2 separate regions of the Zea mays genome follow, and region 2 is linked to region 1. A link is a contact called in public Hi-C data. All regions are on one chromosome and are shown on one strand. The core of a region is the stretch at or near the end of the contact, and the rest is flanking DNA. Distances in the headings are between cores, read along the strand shown. Region 1 holds the start of LOC103654185 (probable alpha,alpha-trehalose-phosphate synthase [UDP-forming] 9). Region 2 holds the start of LOC100285916 (protein CYPRO4).

Region 1 (3,559 bases), core at 431-2,930:
CGAGCGCGGTGCTCTCCTGCCGGCACACCGTATAGATGTACGGGATCCGGTTGAGCCCGTCGCGCACGGCGCTCAGCACGCAGCACTCGGCGGCCGCGTAGTAGGCGGCCTTCTCCTGCGGCGTCACCGGGCCGTCGATGAGCACGATCGGCGTGTACCCGGGGGTGCCGAAGCGCGCATTGACCCGGGCGCTGATGGCCCTGGCCTCGTCCTGCACGCCTTGCACGTCGCGCCCTTCGCTGCGGGCAGGGTTGGCGATCTGCACCAGCACGGCGCGGCCGCGGAGCTCCCGGTGCTCCACGAGCAGCTGCTCCATCGCCAGGAACTTGAGCCCGATCCCCTTGAACAGATCGACGTCGTCGACGCCTACCATGAGGCGCCTCCCCTTGTACGCCTCTGTCACCCGCCGCACCGCGTCCTCCGTCTCCGGCGCCGAGACCACCGATCTGAGCTGCCCCATGTCGATCCCAACGGGGAGTATCTTGACAGTCACGGTGCGGCCGTAATACTCGATGCCGATGTACCCGCGCTTGGACTGGTAGTCGAGGCCGAGCAGCCGCGAGCACGCGGACAGGAAGTGGCGCGCGTAGTCGAAGGTGTGGAAGCCGACGAGGTCGGCGTTGAGGAGTGCGCGGACGAGGTCATCCCGCACGGGGATCGTACGGAAGATCTCCGACGAGGGGAAAGGTGAGTGGAGGAAGAATCCGACCTTGGCGCGCGGGAAGCGCTTGCGGAGGAAGGTCGGGAGCGCGAGGAGGTGGTAATCGTGGATCCAGACGAGGTCCTCGTCGGGGGACAGCACCTCGGTGAGGCGGTCGGCGAACGCCCTGTTGGCCGAGAGGAAGGAGTGGTAGAGCGTTCGCTGGAAAGGGAGGCCACCGAGCGAGGACGGCGTCAGCGGGAGGAGGTAGTGGAGGAGCGGCCAGAGGTAGTGCTTGCAGAATCCGTGGTAGAAGCGGTGGTGGAGGTCGGTGGGAAGGTACACCGGCAGGCACGAGAAATTAGCCAGCAGGTAGTTGGACAACTCATCTGAGGCGGCCTCCGCCGCGGACGCTGGGAGGGTGCCGATGTGGAGGACGGGCGCGTTGGTGGGCAGCCCCGAGCGGAGCTGGTACGCGACGGTGCCGGCGTCGACGGAGAACCTGAATCCGAAGGGCGCGGAAGGGTCCGGCGACGCGCGGAGCGGCAGACGGTGGGAGACGATGACGCGGCGCGGCGGGGCGGGCGGGGACGGCGAGGTGGGCGAGGCCGGGGACGCGACGGACATGACGCGCGGGAGGCGGAGCGGCGTCGGCGACGGCAGGGGCACCTCGTCGGCAGCGGCGAGGTCGAGGAGGTTGTGGCAGGAGAGCGAAGGCATCGCCTCCTCGTCCTCCTCCTGCCTATCTGTGGGCGTCGCAGAGGTGGAAACGGCGGCGATAGCGCATGAAGAGAAGAGAAGCGCCGCGACGCGACGAGGTGTGTCGGGTTCGTTCGGCGGTCGGTCGGTCGGGGTGGGAGTGGGAGACGGATCGATCACTTTTGCCGAAGTTTCTGGGGATAAGAACGCCGAGGTGGGTCTCGGGCACGGAAGGAGGACAGGTGGTACAAATATGGCAAGCTGGATATGCGTGTGCGTGTCTGAGCGGCGAGGAAGAAGGAACGGACACGGACGGGGCGACCCGGAGGTCAGAGTAGGAGGTGTGACGGCATGGGCGCATGGGCTTGGGCCTCTAGTCTTATCCACAACGTTCGCCCGCGGAAATGACGGCATTGCCCCGCTCTTCCCCGACGTGGGAATGTGGGATGGTTGGGTGCATCAGTGTCGCGGTCGGCTAACGGTGGGTTCATGGGCCCGTTTGACCAGATCTTGGTACACGGAATCAGATTGAGATTTTAACTAATCCGCTAAATCTATACTCTATATTCAACAAATTAATAGATCATTCCAAAGTATACTTTACCAAGTTCAAGTTTAATAAAAATACCCACAATACCACTTGTTACCCTCGATATCGGGACCAATCTATGTGTTCTTTGATATTTTTTATCATATGTTTGATCGGTACATCTTATTAAAAAAATTTATAATTATTATTAATTTTTATTGCGATATTATTTAACTTTAAGTACGCCATTGGATTTTTTATTTTTTATAGACTTCTTTATTAAGACGAACCAATCAAATTTAGTAAAAAAATCAAGCACATTATAAATTGAGACGGGGATAGTAAATTTTTTATTCTTATTGTTGGTGTTTCATACATCGCTCTGACAAGTAAATTTAGTATACGTGTTTGGGGCTCCGGAGGTTTGCAGAGGGCGTAAGGTTTATACTCGTTCATGCAGAACGTCCCCTACTTTCAGTCATCGGTGGCTTACGCTACCGACACCATTGATGATCAAACTCATAGTAGGAGTTACAAGCGGTTGAGAGATGGATGAGAGGCTCCCAAGTCTTTTATCGGGGTGGAAGTGGAGCTTAGAAGCTGCTGGGTGGAGTCCTAACTAGGTCTTGGCTTTAACGGGGCTCCGGCCTCCATGTCCTCGTTGGTGATCCTCTTCCTCCTATTCGTCCTTGTGGATTCGTGTTCGTCTAATGGTGTCCAGTTGCCTAAGAGCTCTCTCCTCTCGACCCTCTCTGATTCTTCCCTTGCCATGAGGCCAGCCTCCCCCTTTATAGGCTAGGAGAAGGGTCGACCAACGGTGACTTCCATGAGAATGAGCCGCAAGGCATGTGTAAAACCAGCGTGGGACTCGGGGATGTTTGGTTGTCTTTCTACGTGGGGGATGATTGAAAGTAGCCTAGAGGGGGGTGAATAGGCTATACCTGAAAATTTTCACTAAAAACTTCGAGATAGGTTAAATTAAAGTTGCACTGGTGCAAACCGGTTCAGTCGATTTTAATTACAACTGAACAAGTTTGAACCTGCTCAACTTAAATTAGATAATCTGTTGAACAAATACGAAGTAGTGAAGAATATAGCTAACGACTTGCCCTACACAAAATCTACTCGAATGAATAATATGAACCAACCACCGAATAAAAAGCGCTTGACAAGAACACACAAGAACACGCAATATAACCCGAGGTTCGGCAACCACCACAAAGGTGTCCTACTCCTCGTTGAGGAACCCACAAAGGGTCGGGTCTTTTCCAACCCTAATCCTCCACAAGACGACCACAAAGGTCAAGGCAATCACTTCTCAACTCAGCTCAAAGAGCGGGTGATACAAACTTCTTGGGGTCATCCACAAATTTGGAGACTCCCAAGCAACCTCTAACCGTCAAGGAACACGAGGTTCCAAGAGTAACAAATCCGCACACGGTTAAGTTTGCAACGAGGTCAAGAACAAGGAGAATGGGAGAATCGAGATGAAATTGACAGCGAGTTCGATCGAGTTCACCTCACACCAAGGGTCCTTCAAATGATTGAAGGAGATGCGATTGCGGGTGTGAAAGGTGAAATGAATGCGCTTGTTTGAGGTTGGTCAGCCAAGAATTCGTGGGAGAGGCAGGAGTAAATGAGAGAGAGTGTGTGAGGGGGTATATAAAGGATCCCCCAAAAGCTGACAGCCG
Region 2 (3,559 bases), core at 300-2,799, 150 kb after region 1:
CCCATCTTTGTCCTTGAAGATAGTGCATATCAAGATCAAGTATGTGTCAGTTGTTCCCAGAATCCATTTCCCATCATAAGTAACATCTACATGTGTAATCGGGGACCCAAGGCCTGGGAATGCTGTCTTCGCCATACGCATCGAGCTCTTAGAATAGAGTCTGATCTTGCCATCCACAGAACCAACAACGATTGAACCATCCCCAGTACTTGCAAAGCACTGGAAATTGGTGCCCCGCGAGAACTGATGACCCTGTGACCAGTTCAGCACTGGTGAGTCTGATGAGCTACCGATTGTCTGCACCCGGCCTCTGGCGTCGCGCATATCCCATCTACACAACCTGTTGTCATCCAGGCCCAAGAATGTCGACCCGGAGGGTTCCAACTGCGCTCCCTTGCTGTCATTGGCAATGTCTCGCATTGTGATATCAGCTCCATCCTTCTCAAACCGCCATTCTGCGACAACCTTCCCAGTCTCAACGTCAACATGGTGAACACCATTGGAATGCAGAGCCTCTCCTGGGCTCATCAGTAGCATGTTAGTCTCGCCGCGCATCAGCAGTGCCTTCTTCGGCGTCGAATAAGCGCTCCCACTGCCGCCACGGCCTCCCGAGATCTTCACCGACGCGCCCTTCCCGTGCAAGCCGTGGCGGAAGTTCTTGACCACCTGTATCCCGGCGCCGCCGACTAAGAAGCTGTTGTCAAGCGCCCCAAGCGCGAGGCTCTGGATGCTGTCGCCGTCGCCGGCCTCCTCCTCGAACTCCTTAAGCAGGTCCTTCCCTGGTGCTGCGGCGGGAGGGGTGAGGCTTTCCTCCGCGTCGGCCCAAACAGTGTCGTCGGCCTCGGCAGGCCGCGCCCACGCGGCGAAGTCGGCGCCGAACACCTCCTTCCGCCCTTCGTCCGTGGCCTCCACTCCGTACGTGTTCTCGAAAAGACAGCGCTCGTACTCCACCCTGAACCGGCGCAATTCGGCGTCGGTGGGTAGTCGCAGAGCCCATACGGACCCGCTCGCGGCGAAGTCCGCCCGGCGCTGCGCGGGGATCGTCTTCAGCTGGAGCGCCGAGTCCACGGGCGCGGAGACCCGCGGCCCCGGCCCAACCTCTAGGAACCACCTGGGGGAGGAGGCGTCGTCGCTCGACTGGTCGACGAATGCGTAGGTCGCGCGGCGCTCGGCGGGCACCCAGCGCGCGGAAGGCGAGGCCCCGCCGACGTGGAGGTAGAGCTTGGCGGCGGTAGGTCTCTGGTACTTGAGATCCAGCGACCTGAGCTTGGCGTCGATGGCCTCAAGCGAGGAAGGTGTGGCGGTGCGGAGGAGGTCGTCGTCGCGCTGCCCCGCGCTCGCTGCGGCCTCCGCGATGGGTGATCGGGCGTCATAGTCGTCCTCGAATTCCTCCTCTTCGTCGGAGGAGGTGAGATCGACGTCCTCGCGGCTGTGGGAGCCGCCCATGACGGTTGCGGTGGAGGGGAATTTAACTCCGGAATTGCGAGCCGGCGATCCGGGGCGCGGTGCGGGAAAGGAGATCGTGAATTGGTGATGGAGGCGGGGAAAGTGAGGTCGGAGCGGCGGGGAGCGTGTATTTGTACGCTGCGGGCCGGGGATTGCTGATGAGGGCAGGGGATGGTCGGTGCGTGTGGCGGACGCGACGCGCTCCACGCGCCGGGGACGGCGAGGCCGAGCAGGTTCCTTCGTGAAGGGGGCGAACTACGATGATTGGTGTTGAGTTTGATGAGAGAGAGGTGACTAGGAAAGCCCATAGTGGGTGTTGGGCCCGGACTTGGAGAAAGCAGGGTTGCTAATGGGCATATGGCCCGAGGAGCCAAAAGGCCCACGCGAGTGTACGACTCAACTCACACAATCAGCCCCATATATGGCCCGGCCTCCTACTCCTACGGTCCCACCCGGTCTCCAGAACAGACAACCCGTCCTTCTCCTTCCCATCGGCTCCACACAACCAGAAGGTTCTTCGCTTCACTCTGCCCTGCGCCGCCGCCAACGCTGCAGCCGCAGTTGCCGCAGGCGGGAACTTGGACGTGCTACTCGCGACTGCTCTCATCTGTTCCCGCGTAGGTAACAACAAAGCTCTCTGATCCAGTCTCATGTCTGATTCCGCATCTGTGTTAGTCTCTCCAAGCTTTTGGAACCCTAGAAGCGTAACTGGTTGTTGTCGACGCCATCTCCTCATGAGCTGGTCGCGCGCAATCCGCGTGCCCCTTCTGTTTGAGTCGTCATACTGTGCCCATCTCGTGATTGGATTGGAGTTGTTGCGAATCCGTATCGAATCCGCTTGACGTTCTTTAGTATTCTTATATCATCCGATTTATCATGCAATGACCTGTTCTCCTGTTCGTTTGGGTCAATAGAGGTACCTCCTTGGTTTAGGGAATGAGGATCTGATCTAACTTTGCTGGCAAGGGTCGGTAATTGTTTAGACTTCCAAATATGATTCTGACCACTCTGTTGTAAATTTGCTGCTGTAGCAGCAAAACATCGGCTGGTACTAATTTTTGTTTAGAACATTGTTGGATTCCGAATCTGGTCGGCTACTCATTACCAGGATTTGTGGCAGGTGGTGTCTGTGATGTTCTGTGAGACATGTCTTGATTTCGGATACCCACCTGTTTTGATTTATGATACTCATCCCTTACTCTTAGCACCTTTTGGACATGAAAATTGTTTACAATGTGTTTTTTTTGGTTAATTGTTTGGGGGTGCTAATTTGACTTAACTCTATTTGTGCCTCTTCTGACTAAGTTCAGGATTCGTTCACAATGGCCCGTGTGTATGTCGGCAACTTGGATGCACGCGTGACTTCCGGGGAACTCGAAGATGAGTTCCGTGTGTTTGGAGTTCTGCGAAGGTCACTCACTTCTGTCAAACTTATCCCGGTTTTGTAGAAACTTCTTTTTGTAGTTTTTTCCATGTTTTCCCTTGAGCCTTGAAGGCTTGGCAAGCCAATGTAAGAACCTTGTCATTCATATGGTGATGAAACTCAAGAGAATAGCTTTATATTGTTTTATTGATTTATTTATGTGCTCACTAACTTATTGTGGAGGGTGATAGTTCAAAACCAACTTTAATTTCGCTTCACTAATATTCTTCATCAAATGTTTGTGTGGCCAACTTCCTTTCCCAATTTGTTAAACTTGTTTTTTTCACTGTGGTATTTGACTTTTCAAGGGCTTTGGCTGCGTATAAAAATTATTGATTGGAGTGGTGTAAAACTTTGAATTTTGAAACATGATTGTCCAACTATTTTGACCGCAAAGGTGGTTTGTAATGTTTATATTCATTATGCATTCTCTTCCAATTATGTCTTAGTTTCAGAAAAAAAATGTTTTGGATATTTTAGATGAAGGTGTGCATGTGTATCTTCATGTTGGATCTAGCGAGATGGAGAGGTTTTATCTGTTATATTTCTTTACGACTTCTTTCGTTATCAGATGAACACCTGGTGCAGTCCACTAACTGTTGTTCTCAATGCAGTGTTTGGGTCGCACGCAAACCACCTGGTTTTGCATTTATTGATTTTGACGACAGGAGGGATGCAGAGGATGCTATT

Evidence for each region. Hi-C and Micro-C count contacts between places; a contact is called where the count stands out from the background.
Region 2: a contact with region 1 is called in a Hi-C map of leaf, with 10 times the contacts expected there. The contact joins the promoter of LOC100285916 here to the promoter of LOC103654185 in region 1. A contact is called at or near these places in 11 of 25 Hi-C or Micro-C datasets (bundle sheath, ear, endosperm and 4 more) and 2 of 3 datasets of contacts at active chromatin or transcription factors (leaf and seedling).

Annotation. Positions count from the first base shown.
Region 1 is chr4:180,057,651-180,061,209 of Zm-B73-REFERENCE-NAM-5.0, forward strand. It overlaps LOC103654185 (probable alpha,alpha-trehalose-phosphate synthase [UDP-forming] 9), which reads right to left and starts at 1,681. Exons shown (of 3, transcript NM_001329560.1): 1 at 1-1,681. The coding sequence starts at 1,360.
Region 2 is chr4:180,207,517-180,211,075 of Zm-B73-REFERENCE-NAM-5.0, forward strand. It overlaps LOC100285916 (protein CYPRO4), which reads right to left and starts at 1,550. Exons shown (of 2, transcript NM_001367228.1): 1 at 1-1,550. The coding sequence starts at 1,446. LOC100280612 reads left to right here and starts at 1,894. Exons shown (of 6, transcript NR_176461.1): 1 at 1,894-2,067; 2 at 3,484-3,559.